Linked DNA regions of Zea mays: region 2 is linked to region 1. A link is a contact called in public Hi-C data. All regions are on one chromosome and are shown on one strand. The core of a region is the stretch at or near the end of the contact, and the rest is flanking DNA. Distances in the headings are between cores, read along the strand shown.

Evidence for each region. Hi-C and Micro-C count contacts between places; a contact is called where the count stands out from the background.
Region 2: a Hi-C map of ear shows a contact between it and region 1, with 1.7 times the contacts expected there. The contact joins the promoter of LOC100283955 here to the promoter of LOC100282610 in region 1. A contact is called at or near these places in 2 of 25 Hi-C or Micro-C datasets (ear and leaf).

The regions. Positions count from the first base shown.
Region 1 is chr6:121,271,772-121,274,635 of Zm-B73-REFERENCE-NAM-5.0, reverse strand. It overlaps LOC100282610 (nodulin protein), which reads left to right and starts at 1,265. Exons shown (of 6, transcript NM_001155518.2): 1 at 1,265-1,589; 2 at 1,840-1,902; 3 at 2,003-2,369; 4 at 2,466-2,627; 5 at 2,771-2,864. The coding sequence starts at 1,399.
Region 2 is chr6:121,522,261-121,525,264 of Zm-B73-REFERENCE-NAM-5.0, reverse strand. LOC100283955 reads right to left here and starts at 1,659. Exons shown (of 4, transcript NM_001156853.2): 1 at 730-1,659; 2 at 278-415; 3 at 1-180. The coding sequence starts at 1,590.

The DNA.
Region 1 (2,864 bases), core at 16-2,515:
TGTCCAAGCGGACCCTCTGCTAGATAGATGGGCTACCTTTGGTTTCAGCTTGTCAAAATTAAGGAGAAAAAATATCCAGACTATTAGGATAAATTTAATATTTTAAAGCAGACATGTATAAAATTTGATGATGATGATTTTTTCTATGTTATCAAGCACATTATTATTAATAACAATAAATTTTTGTATAAATCGTTTTATGTATTATTTGCTCCCTAAAAAATTTTAAAAAATATGTATCCAAATTGTATATCTATCATTTGACAAAATATATGATAATTTTGAGGTTATCTTTTATGAACATTTTAAGCATCTCCAAAAAAGGTCTCAAACGAAGTCCTATCTTAAATTATAAGGCTCAGGGGAGAAAAACAGCCTTCAACAGATGTCCTATTTTGTCAAATTTTATCAAACCGGTTTAGGGCTTGAAGTATATATAGGGTCATAAATATAGTACCTAACCATCCTGAGTCCTATATTTTTTTCCCACGTTGCGCGAGTCCCACACCCACCGGCCAGCTTGGTCCACACCCTGCTTAAATATGCCAAAGGGACTGGGCGCGCGAAGGGAAAAAGCACAGGATATACAACGTGCGTGTGGCCTGGGAAGTTGAAATTATTTGAGAAACAGATGTTTAAGACCCAATTATTGGAGATGATGACATATTCAGGGTCCTAAACCAAATCAAATCAAGTCCAAAACGATACTTAGGGCTTAAATAAGAGACTTCTTCTTGGAGTTACCGTTACAAGCTTAATGCTAAAAACAAAATTACAAATTTGCATAAGAGAATCCATATTCTATTTAATTTATTCGCAATCTAAGAAAAAAAAAACTAGTGAACTGATACTATCCCAAAAGGCTAGTGTATATCCATTATTTCCATCCCGAGTCAAAATCGGACAAGCTATGCCGGTATTCGGAGAAGCGTTACAACGTATATATGAGCGTTGTTGCACGTAATCATGCTTGTGTGATGGAGACGTGAACTTTCGTCTGCGATGGGGACGACACACGTAATTATCTTTTTTTTTCATTTTTTGAGCGAGTGGAGAGCACCCGATCTGCTGCGCGGAAAATGGGCTTGGAGTTGGAGTTGGAGGAGTTGTGTAGTGGCGTAGTGTGCTACTGCTCTACGCTGCAACCTGCATCGGTGACGTCGCGCGCTCGGGCCATGCATGCATGAGACAACGTTGACCTGACGTGCGCCGCGCGCTGCTCGCGCATGCTATAAAGCCGGCAGAACAGCGAGCTGCCTTCCTCGCCGTGGAGTAGAGGAGCACAAGTGAGCTAGCTAGCTCTAGCTAGGCCACGCACTGCTGCCTCCTTCATCATCAGGTCGTGCTAGCTAGCTAGCTATAGCTGGGCCGGGGGACGTACGACATCAGCGCGCGGCCATGGGCGTGGGGAAGCTGATGAACGACGTGAAGCCATACCTGGCGATGGTGCTGCTGCAGGTGGGGTTCTCCGGGATGTACATCGTCTCCGTCGCCTCCCTCAAGCGCGGCATGAACCACTTCGTCCTCGTCGTCTACCGCAACCTCGTCGCCACCGTCGTCATGGCCCCCTTCGCCCTCCTCTTCGAGAGGTACGTACGTCCTACTACCTGTATGTCGCCGGCTCGCCGCAGATCAGCGATCAACCTAGCTGATGACAGGGCCTAGCTAATTAACACTTGAACACTGGCTGATTTAACTGCCGCACCTGAGAAGCATCCTGCTGCTGCACGTATAGAACAGAAAATCATGCATGCATATGTTGCATCGCTGTTGGTTCTTTTTCTCGTAATGAAGTCATCGTTGCTATGGTGACCAGGCTTATCATCAATTTCATTGCAGGCGAGTGAGGCCCAAGATGACGCCGCTCATCTTCCTCAAGATCATGGGGCTCGCCGTGCTCGAGTATGCATGTATTCATTTTTATTTTATTTTTGCTGCAGTAGTGAACAGTACAAAGGAAAATCTGCTGTTCCACTAACGTGCATATAATCCGTTTCATCAGGCCTGTGCTCGACCAGAACATGTACTACCTCGGCGCGAAGCTGACGTCCGCGACCTTCGCCTCGGCGCTGGTCAACATCCTCCCCGCCATCACGTTCCTGCTGGCCCTCGCCCTGAGGATGGAGAGGCTGAGGCTCCGGAGCCTCCGCAGCCAGGCCAAGGTGGTCGGCACGGTCTGCACCGTCGCCGGCGCCGTGCTGATGATCCTCTACCACGGCCCGGTGGTGCCGTTCCCGTGGTCCGCGGGTCGTCTTCACCACCACGTCCCCGCGGCGGCGGTGGAGAGCCAGAGCAGCGCCTCCTGGCTCAACGGCATCTGCATGATCATCGGCAGCTGCCTGTGCTGGTCCGGCTTCTTCATCCTCCAGGTACGTACCGTAATTATTAAGGAGAGGCAGCAGGCGCTAACACTATCCCTTCCCTGTGTGAATGAATGTGATTACATGTTCGTTCGTTCCGTGCAGTCGAACACGCTGCAGAGCTACCCTGCGGAGCTGACGCTGACGACTCTGATCTGCTTCCTGGGCTCGGTGCTGACCGGCGGCGTGGCGCTCGTGGCGGAGCGCCGCGACATGAGCGCCTGGGTCATTGGCTTCGACACCCGCCTCTTCACCGCCGTCTACTCCGTAATCAATCCTTACCTAACGAGCCGCGCGCCGTACACCATTCTTTTTCTTTCGTCAAAAATGACAATAGACTCCATGCACACGAGCTGCTACTGCTAGTAGCAGCTAAACTAAACTGCTGATCCGGCGGCGGTTCGTTCCAGGGGATCGTGTGCTCCGGCGTGGCCTTCTACGTGCAGGGGATCGTGACGCAGGCGCGCGGGCCGGTGTTCGTGACGGCGTTCCAGCCCCTGTGCA
Region 2 (3,004 bases), core at 410-2,909, 250 kb before region 1:
GATGCCCAGCTGCCGCGCAAAGCGTGAGTCCGTGGTCGAAGACAGGATCTCAGGCTTAGACAGCTCCCCACCCGCGGAGGCGATGGCCCTCTCGAACGTCAGCCACCACGGGTTCGACGCGTTCGTCGCTGTGGATACGGGACGTCCGGACACATCCGTCGCCGGACCTTTCTGCACCAGCTGCAGCAATGCCCAGCAACAAGGGACGCATTTCAGCAGGACTCGGTTTGTTTTTGTTCCGGTGATCGAAACGACAGCGGAAATAAAAAAAAATCACCTCGTAGGTCAGGTTTTTGTGAGATGGTGCCCATTCCTCTTCGACCCTCCGCTTGATCTGCTCGATGTCTTCGGTTGGAGGAAGGCGGAGGTCAAAGCCGACCTCCGCTTCTGAAGGTTGCATGTTCATCACGAAACCCTGCAACAATCTGTCTTTAGAGACTACACAAGCCACAGATTATCATTGTAGACAGTGTAGCGTAAAACAATGTTTCGTACTGACCATATGCACAATATGCACAATCTGCTGGTGGTCGCTAGATTTTTGAAATATTTGATGAAAAGCTATAAAGTTCTGTATGTCACTATTTCTATTTGGTGGAGAGTATAAACATTCAAATTGCAAAATTGTTTAGCAACGGTAGCGGGCAATTGTATCCGCTAACACCGTTTCAAACCAGGACCTGATTTACTGTATCAAAGCTAAATTAGGTAGCACCATTGCTTACTTACCGTGGGGCTTGGTATGCCGGCCTTCATGTACACAGGGTTGACTGAGACCACCTCCCCAGGACCCTTCTCCCCGGACTTCACCATCCTGAACTGCGCATCCCTGAACGCAGCGATGGTCTCCACGCAATCCATCAAATTGTCAACGGCGGCGCCGTCCAACATCCTCGACCCATGCCCTGGCGCCCCCGCCGCCTTCACGACGAGCCTCCACACCAGCCTGTCCGCGTAAAAGACTCTGAACACGTCCGTCGGCGACGCCTGCCCCTCGTCGAGCATAAACCCGATGTTGAGGGCGCGGAACTCCTCCGATCGGGCGAACTTGTCGAACCCATCCGCGCCGCCGATCTCCTCGTCGGGGACAAGCGAGATGTGGATGGTGCGGGCGGGAGCGAACCCCGCGGCCTGCAGGCCCCGGATCGCCTCGAGGTACTGGACGGGGAGGCACTTGTCGTCCTGTGCGCCGCGCGCGTAGATGCGGCCCGTGGTCGGGTCGCGGTGCGCGGCGAATGGAGGGTGCGCCCAGTGCTCGGGCTCCGCGGGGACGGAGTCCATGTGGGAGTTGAGGAGCACGGAGGGGAGGGAGGGATCGGAGCCTCGCCAGGTGAGGAGGAGCAGGGGCTTGGTCTTGCACGGGGTGAAGTGGAGCGTGGTGGTGTGGAGACCGAGCGAAGCGGCGTAGTGTAGGAGGAAGGCGCTGGCGCCGGCGTAGTCGGGGGATGGGTGCGCAGTTCGGATGCGGAGGTATTCCTGGAAGCGGGCGATCTGGTCAGACTCGAGAGCCGTGAAGGGGTGGGCGAGACGGGGGAAGCCGGAGAGGACGACGACGAAGGCGAGAAGGAGACAGCGGAGAGGCGGCGGCATCGTGTGGTAGATGCGCAGCGACCTCACTCCGAGCAGAGCTTCCAGCGAATGTCTGTTCGGTTGACTTGCAGATCTCCTGTGTGTCTACTGTCTAGCGAAGTATTTTTAGCTTGTCTAGCGGGTGTTTGGATCCTCCTGAAATTTAGTACCTATCACAGATGTTTAGATACTAATGTCCAGTTTGATCCTCCTGGCTTATTGTTTATCAGTAGTTAATAATTAGCCGATAAATAATTAGCTAGTAAAAATTAGTCATGATATATTTGGAGACTGGATTAATATATGTCATTTTCTGTTTATACGATCTATTAGCACTTATTAGCAAGATCAAATGGCTAATGAATAAACAGTTTGCTAGCCCTCCGGCTAACAATTAGCCAATTTGTTAGCCAGACGGTTTGGAGGTTAAGATGCTAAAATTAGACGGCAAACATTTTGCCACAAGGATCCAAACATGCTCTAATTAGAAATATTAAGTACAGTCTAATTCTAAAACTAATTAGATAGATGAGAACTAAATGATAAGTAAACCAATTAAAACTAATTACTATGTAATTTGTCACATAATACAGTAAACATTATCTAATCATAAATTAATTAGGTTTAATAACTTTGTCTCGTTGTTAATAAGAACTACATATTTTTATATTAAGAAGAATACGAAAGCCCATAATGGACCGATACAGAGGATTGGCACTTTACGATGACTAAAATTGGATATACACAACTCATCCATGCTTAAAAACAAACACAATCAGAGACCCCAAATCAAAGCCAGATCCTGGCTATCCCAGGCTACCCTAGCAAGGCACCAATTCATGGCATCCTTTTTGAGATCCTACAACACCTTGAATACGTCTACCATGCCTTCTTCAATGACATAGAAATTATGGTGTTTTTACAACCACCAAACCACTAAAACCGTCTTGGAGTTGAACCTTTTTTCTATGGCTTGAAAGCTCGTTTCTTCACTTCATGCAACCATTCCTAAAAGCTGACATCCCTAGCACTAGGCTAAGATGATGTAAGTTGATTAGATATAGAACTTGAAACTAGAACTACCTAGCAAATACACATGCTACCAATAGATGTTGAATAGGTTCATCCTCTTGATCACAAAACAGGCAAAGTTCAGGGTGCTCAAGCCCTCTTTTTGCTAGCCGATTTATAGCAAAACACCTATTTAGACTTGCAAGCCAAATGAAAAACTTACATCTTAGAGGGGACTAGGTCTTTCAAACCCTTTTAGCCGACTCAAAGGCCACCGACCTAATGAAGAACATTTCATATGCTGGTTTGGAAGGGTAGCACTGAGATGCTGAGGGGGTCCATTGATGTTGCAATCCCATCATAACAAGTTTCTATAATAGCATTCTTAACCAAGACTTGATTGCAAGGATTAGAGTTAACATCA